Regions from separate parts of the Mus musculus genome. Here region 2 is linked to region 1. The links are chromatin contacts, called in public promoter capture Hi-C maps. All regions are on one chromosome and are shown on one strand. Each heading gives the region's core, a stretch centred on a gene start, on an enhancer-like site or on the middle of the called end of the contact. The rest is flanking DNA. Distances are from core to core; before and after follow the strand shown. Region 1 overlaps Cbl (Casitas B-lineage lymphoma). Region 2 holds the start of Dpagt1 (dolichyl-phosphate (UDP-N-acetylglucosamine) acetylglucosaminephosphotransferase 1 (GlcNAc-1-P transferase)).

The links. Promoter capture Hi-C pulls out the DNA fragments that hold promoters and counts their contacts.
Region 2: a promoter capture Hi-C map of epiblast stem cells shows a contact between it and region 1, with 2.3 times the contacts expected there. The contact joins the promoter of Dpagt1 here to the enhancer-like site in region 1. A contact is called at or near these places in 5 of 39 promoter capture datasets (the C10 cell line, the HPC-7 cell line, the SN4741 cell line and 2 more), 5 of 115 datasets of contacts at active chromatin or transcription factors (the SCID.adh cell line, bone marrow-derived macrophages, embryonic stem cells and 1 more) and 3 of 9 other capture datasets (adipose tissue, liver and pancreatic islet).

Annotation. Positions count from the first base shown.
Region 1 is chr9:44,198,014-44,201,008 of GRCm38.p6, reverse strand. Cbl (Casitas B-lineage lymphoma) reads left to right here. Exons shown (of 16, transcript NM_007619.2): 2 at 1-49. Among named protein-coding and RNA genes, the nearest start is that of Cbl, 35 kb to the left of the region's middle. Within about 2 kb of position 1,263, at least 16 of the 459 cell types and tissues checked have an H3K27ac peak or open chromatin away from gene starts, as enhancers often do.
Region 2 is chr9:44,324,920-44,328,088 of GRCm38.p6, reverse strand. It overlaps Dpagt1 (dolichyl-phosphate (UDP-N-acetylglucosamine) acetylglucosaminephosphotransferase 1 (GlcNAc-1-P transferase)), which reads right to left and starts at 1,274. Exons shown (of 9, transcript NM_007875.3): 1 at 884-1,274; 2 at 417-537; 3 at 1-136. The coding sequence starts at 1,050.

The sequences.
Region 1 (2,995 bases), core at 14-2,513:
TCTTCAAGGAGGGAAAAGAAAGGATGTATGAGGAGAATTCCCAGCCTAGGTAATGGAGACATACTACACAAATATTAACTCAGGTCTGTGGCTGTCAGAATGGGATTGCTAGCAATAGTTGAGCTGCTTTGAATTTTATTTTAATGGGAATAGAAAGCTCACATTTGATAGAAAGGGTCTTGGTAAGCAGTTGACCATCATTGGGTCAGGTAGATTTATCTGTGAAAGAAAGAGTGATTTACACTCCTGAGAAAGGTTGCAGGCAGTAGACCATGAAATCCCTAAAGATAACCGACGTTTGTGGGTAGATGAGCATTTGAAAGAGGCTAAGCTGAGGTTGAGGAGAAAAGATCAAATCTCTGCAGAAGCCGCAGCAGCTTGATAAATCACAAGTGTTAGATAAGAGTAGAAAAAGCCAGTGCTTGATTCCTTTTTGTTTTTAAGTGTATGGTGTGTGTGTGTGTGTGTGTGTGTGTGTGTGTGTGTGTGTGTGTGTGTATAATATATGGGTAAGGATTCTTTCTCTCCACCATGTGGGTTTTGAGTCTTGAACTCAGATCAGCAGCCTTGGCAGCAAATATCTTTACCTGCTGAGCTGTTCCTTAAATAAAGCAAATTGAACTGATACTCTATAGAGGCACACCCACCATGCCTTCCCTCCCTTGCTGTTGGGGATGGACCCAGGGCTTCACACATGCTCCGTAGCTGCCCTATCATCAAATACAGTTAGATTACTTGGCCTGTTACTAGCTTGCCTGTGTAAACACCTACCAGGAAAGAATTAACTAGCTCGTGGGTTCTGTCCAGGTGAAATATGGTGTAATATGTCAAGGATTTAATAGAGATATGTAATGTAGTTTTGCCTATTGGATGGCATCAGAAGTGAGACAGGAAATGTTAATCTGAACTAGATTTTGAAGGATAAGTAGGAATAGTTGTATGTCAGATATCCTGCATATCAGATATTTACATTAGGACTCACAACAGTAGCAAAATTATAGCTACTGAGTAGCAATGAAATAATTTTTTAATTTAATTTTATTTGCAATTCATTTTTTACAGCAATGAAATAATTTTATACTTGGGGGTTACCACAACATGAGAAACTATATTAAAGGGTCACAGCATTAGGAAGTTGAGAACCACTGATGTAGGCAGAGAAGTCAGCCTTTAACATGCTAGAAAGAACCTGCTGCTGACTGTGTGTTCAAAGAATGTGGGAAGTCTGGTTTGGCTGGAGTTACAGGAGTTGGATGAGGGGAAGTACAAGGGAGTCAGAGTGTAAGGATTGCTTTAACTCTAGACTGTCTCTTAGATATAAATCAGTCCCTACAACAGTTCCTACTTTTACAAAAAAGGGCACTTAATTATATATATATTGGGACTTAGTTGGGCTCTTGCTCTATTGTTTTTTCCCTTCCCCAAGCAACTGAAAATATATGCATGCCACTGTAGCCATTTAAGTATGTTTAAATTTTTTAAAATGCATTTATTTTTATGTGTACGTGCAGGTGCACATATAAGCATGCATGGTGTAGTGTGTCTGTGTGTAGATTGGAGAACATTGCTGGGGTTGGTTCTCTCCTTCCCCCAGGTAGATTCCCAGGATTAAACTCAGGTCAACAACTAGGCAGCAAGCCATGAAGCTTCGTGGCAAACTCTTTCGTTACCCACTGAGCCAACCTGGCAGCCCTGAGAGCATTTTTTATAATGAAATGGAAGCTGCATTTTCCTTTCTTCTTAGAGCATACTGAACAGTGCTTGGTATGCTTACTTTAATAACTGTCTTAGAGTTTCATTGCTGTGCAGAGACATCATGACCACAGCATATATTTTATGTAGGAAAATATTTAATTGGGGCTGGCTTACAGGTTCAGAGGTTTAGTCCATTACTGTTGTGGTGGGAAGCATGGCAGCATGCAGGCAGCATGGTGCAAGAGAAGGAGCTGAGAGTTCTCCATTCAGGTTGTCAGGCTGAATGTAAATGCTGCACTGGCCTGACTTGAGCATTTGAGAATTCAAAGCCCACCCCCCCTAGTGACTCTCTTCCTCCAACAAAGCTACACCCACTCTGACAAGGCCACACCTCTTAATAGTGCCACTCCCTGTGAGCCTATGGGGGCCATTTTCTCTCAAATCACCACAATGACTGAGAGCCAGTATAGTATAGTGACTAAGTAGTTAAACTCTAAAGCCAATTTGTAGGTTTTTAATCTTTTCTTAGCCACTTTTTTAGCTATGTTATTTCTATTTCCTCATCCAGTGGATGAAATAATAATGTTTTCATTGTGGGTTGTTGAGAGTTCTTTCTTCTACATTTTTGGAGAAGGTTCTCATGTATCCCAGGCAAGCCTTGAATTCACCACAGAGTGGAGAATGACTTGACCATCTCTGATCCTTCTGTCTCCGCCTCCTGAGTTCTGGAGTCACAGGCATGCAGCCTCACACCATGTCCATGTGGTGCTGGGGATCCAGCCAAGGGCTCAGTGCATGCACCCTGCCTACCAAGGAGCCACATCCTCAACCCCAGCTTTTATTGTCTTAATTATGGATTTTATTATAGAGTCAACATAGATTATTATATTGGGTTGTATATCATTAATACACAACTCTACATGAAGCATATAATTTGACATGGCTAAAATAAGTAGTTTCATATGCATTTGCAATGACTAAATATAAATGTATACTATATAACAAAAGTATATTAATTGTTCTTATCCAAATTGAACAACTTTTGTAAGTGAGTACCTTTACTGTTTCTATTCATTCCTGTCTCAATTCCAAAATATGAGTCATGGGCCTCTGGTTTATGTTTTGACTGCTACAGACTTCTTTGGTTTTGTTTTCATCTATTCTGTGTATGAGTGTTTTGCCTGCGTGTACTATAGGTATGCATTGCCCACAATGGCCAGAAGAGGATGTGCACTCGCCTCTGGAACTGGAGCTACAGATGTGAGCCACCATGTGTTGGGACTTGGACCCATGTCCTCTG
Region 2 (3,169 bases), core at 25-2,524, 130 kb before region 1:
AGACCATGAGGAGAGGTAGTGAGGCAGCTGTGGGCAGCAGCAGCTTGTGGCGCCAGCGGAGATTGAGGACATCATCAGCAAACCCCAGGAAGATCATGCAGCAGATGGCAAGGAGGGCACCTATTAGGGCCACAAACTGGGGGAGAAGTGGGCACGTAATGACTCACACCTACTTCTACTCTGTCAAGAATTCCTGTCTTTTCCATTTTTTTTTTCGGAGTTGGTGATTGAACGCCGGGTCCTTGCACATACTCACATACTGAGAAAGCGCTCTACCACCGAGCTATATCACCAGTCCAAGAATTCCTGTCTCTATGGTTGTGGCCACAAGCATCCTTTTCCCAAATCCAAATAACCCCAACTCAAGTGCCCGGCCCCAGCCAGCCCGCTAATAACTTCCCCACTGGTGCACTTACTTCATGGTGGGGGAATGCCTTACACTGCTCCTCCACGAAGCAGTTCAGGAAGGGGAAAGGGATGAAGCAGAAGAGGATGATAAGGAAAACAGCACCGCTGATCACTCCCTGGGACTCTGGGCTGCGGCCCAGCGGGAAAGGGTGGAGGAGGAAGAAGAAAGGGGCGTGGTCACTCACAATAGTAGGGGTCCCAGTAAACCAAAGTGGCCTTCTCAGGATTTTGTTTGTTGGGGAGTAGGGAGAGCGTGCACAGGGCAAAGGATACCTACCCCTCTACAACTCCTGACACCCAACAGTTCCATTCCGTCCTTCCCAAGGATAGACAACTTTAATGACCTCCCAGAGTTCTGGGTGCCTAGGTTAGCTTTCCGGCTAGTGCAAAGCCAAGCATCTCAGTCCTTGCCCCTGTTCTGCACAATCCTGCCCCCCCCCCCCCCAACCCAGGACACTCGCGTGCGGTTACTCACATCTGCTGCTGGCTGAGCTTGTTGAGGTCCTGGCCACAGAGGCGCGCGGCGATAAAGTGGCTACGGAAGGCAGGGATGAGGGTGACTGTAGCCACGAATCCCAACAGCGAGCCGATCAAATTCACCAGCAGCGGCAGCGGCAGGGGCAACTCCGGGAAGGCCCACATGGTGACCCTCCGGTGGCCGCCGCCCCGCCGCCTACTCAGCTAACTGGTAAGCCAGGAACAATCCCGTGGCCTCGGCAGCCGGCAGTGCGGCTCCCAACCCGCAGAGGATTCCGGCGCCAGCGGGAACAAAACCCAGCTAGGACGCTAGGACCTGACCCTCCCTCCTGACCAGCAAGAAGCTCTTAGGAAGCAACCTCGGCTCTGCCCCGCTGCACCTACCCATTGTTTCCACCCGGATCTTAATTGCGAAAGAACTATCGCTGCTGAAGACCGAAGCACCATTTTTAAAACGGGCACTGTAGCCGGACCGGTAGTGTTATTTTAAACAAAGCTTTAGTTCTAAAGGAGTGGTACCATTAGCGTTTTTGAAAACTCAACTGAAGAAAATACAAGAACGTGGATACTCTCGAAACAATCATATTGTGCAGCTCAGAGTGGAAATAGGCTTTGCCCAGTTCCAACATGAACGCTTCCTCGTACCACGTGGCTGACACCGCTAGTTCTGTGGTTCCACGTCGTCTCCCTCGCAGGTCGGGTTTAAAGGGCTAGCAGCCTGAGCTTAGTCTGGGATGCCCTGGGGCTGGAAATATGGCTACTGAGAGCTGGCCGTGGTCAGGAAGAATGAGAGTGTGGAAGCACACCCGCTCTTTGCAGGAAAACTGTTGCCGACGTAAACACTGGTTCCAGAAACTCAGGAACAATCTGGAGGGTTTTTAAAACCTGGGAAGCTCAGACACTCGAAAAGCCCCTCCCGCCCTTTTTCTTGTTCATGATCCAGGTACTTTTCCCACAACCCACCCACCTTCTGCCTCCACTATAGCAGTTTGTTGCTGGGCAACCTACCGCTGCATTTCGCCAGGAGGAAACTGTTTGAGCTTTCAGGTCTTCGATTAAAGCAGGGATTAAAACTTGATGTTGGATCACAGCACTGTGCCAACGCTTTCCAAATAGACAGAAACCGACGCATTGCAAATAACTAACGAGGCAGGAGAGCTTGTCCATACCTCCAGTGAGCTTGTGGGTTTCCTCCCAGTCAAGTTTCTTCCTCCCAGTCACTTACTTGCCTTTTGACACCTGTACACGCTAGTAGTACAGCAGTTCACTGGAATATTGATCCCTTAGGTGGCAAATGTTTTCCTCAGAGAGGAATCCACCACAGAGAGTTAGGGAGTTGACAATAACATGGCGTTTTGTCCATCCCCTTTTGAATTACAGCATACTCCTAGAATCAGGGTGAAGTTGACACTACTTAGGTCAAAGAATTTCTTAAGGGCTGGAGAGTAGGCTCAGTGGTTAAGTCTGCTCTTCCGAAGGTCCTGAGTTCAAATCCCAGCAACCACATGGTGGCTCACAACCATCCGTAATGAGATCTGACGCCCTCCTCTGGTGTGTCTGAAGACAGCTACAGTGTACTTACATATAATAAATCTAAAAAAAAAAAAAAAAAAGCCGGGTGGTGGTGGCCCACGCCTTTAATCCCAGCACTTGGGAGGCAGAGGCAGGTGGATTTCTGAGTTCAAGGCCAGCCTGGTCTACAGAGTGAGTTCCAGGACAGCCAGGGCTACACAGAGAAACCCTGTCTCGAAAAACCAAAAAAAAAAAAAAAAAAAAAAAAAAAAAGAAGAAGAAGAAGAAGAACTTCTTAGGTTCCTTTTTCTGAAAGTCAGGTATTCAATGTCCATTCAACTTGGAGATGGCTCTTATTAACATTAAAAGCCCCATCTATGTCCCAAATACACTTTACTGGATAGTATAGTAAGTTTTGTTTTTCTTGTATGTGTAACACATGCAAGCCAACATCAGGGAGGCAAATGTTTTCCTCTCCTCTGGTGTCCCCTGAGGCATAGGACACAAAGAGACCTGTGTACCAGGCATCATCATGCATGATGAGTGAGTAAAAAAAAAAAAAAGAGAGAGAGGGATTGGAGTGCACGCGGATGTGAGAGGGAGGAAGGGAGGGAGGGATATTAGCTCACAACATTTCCATAGTTGGAGGGGAAGGGTCTTCCAAACTGGGAGGCTGAGCTACACAGAGCAGGTGGGGGGGAGGAGCTAATGAAATCCCCAGAGGAGGGAGCATTCAGCTATCCTGTTGATCAGGAGTAGCTGAGACTCCCTG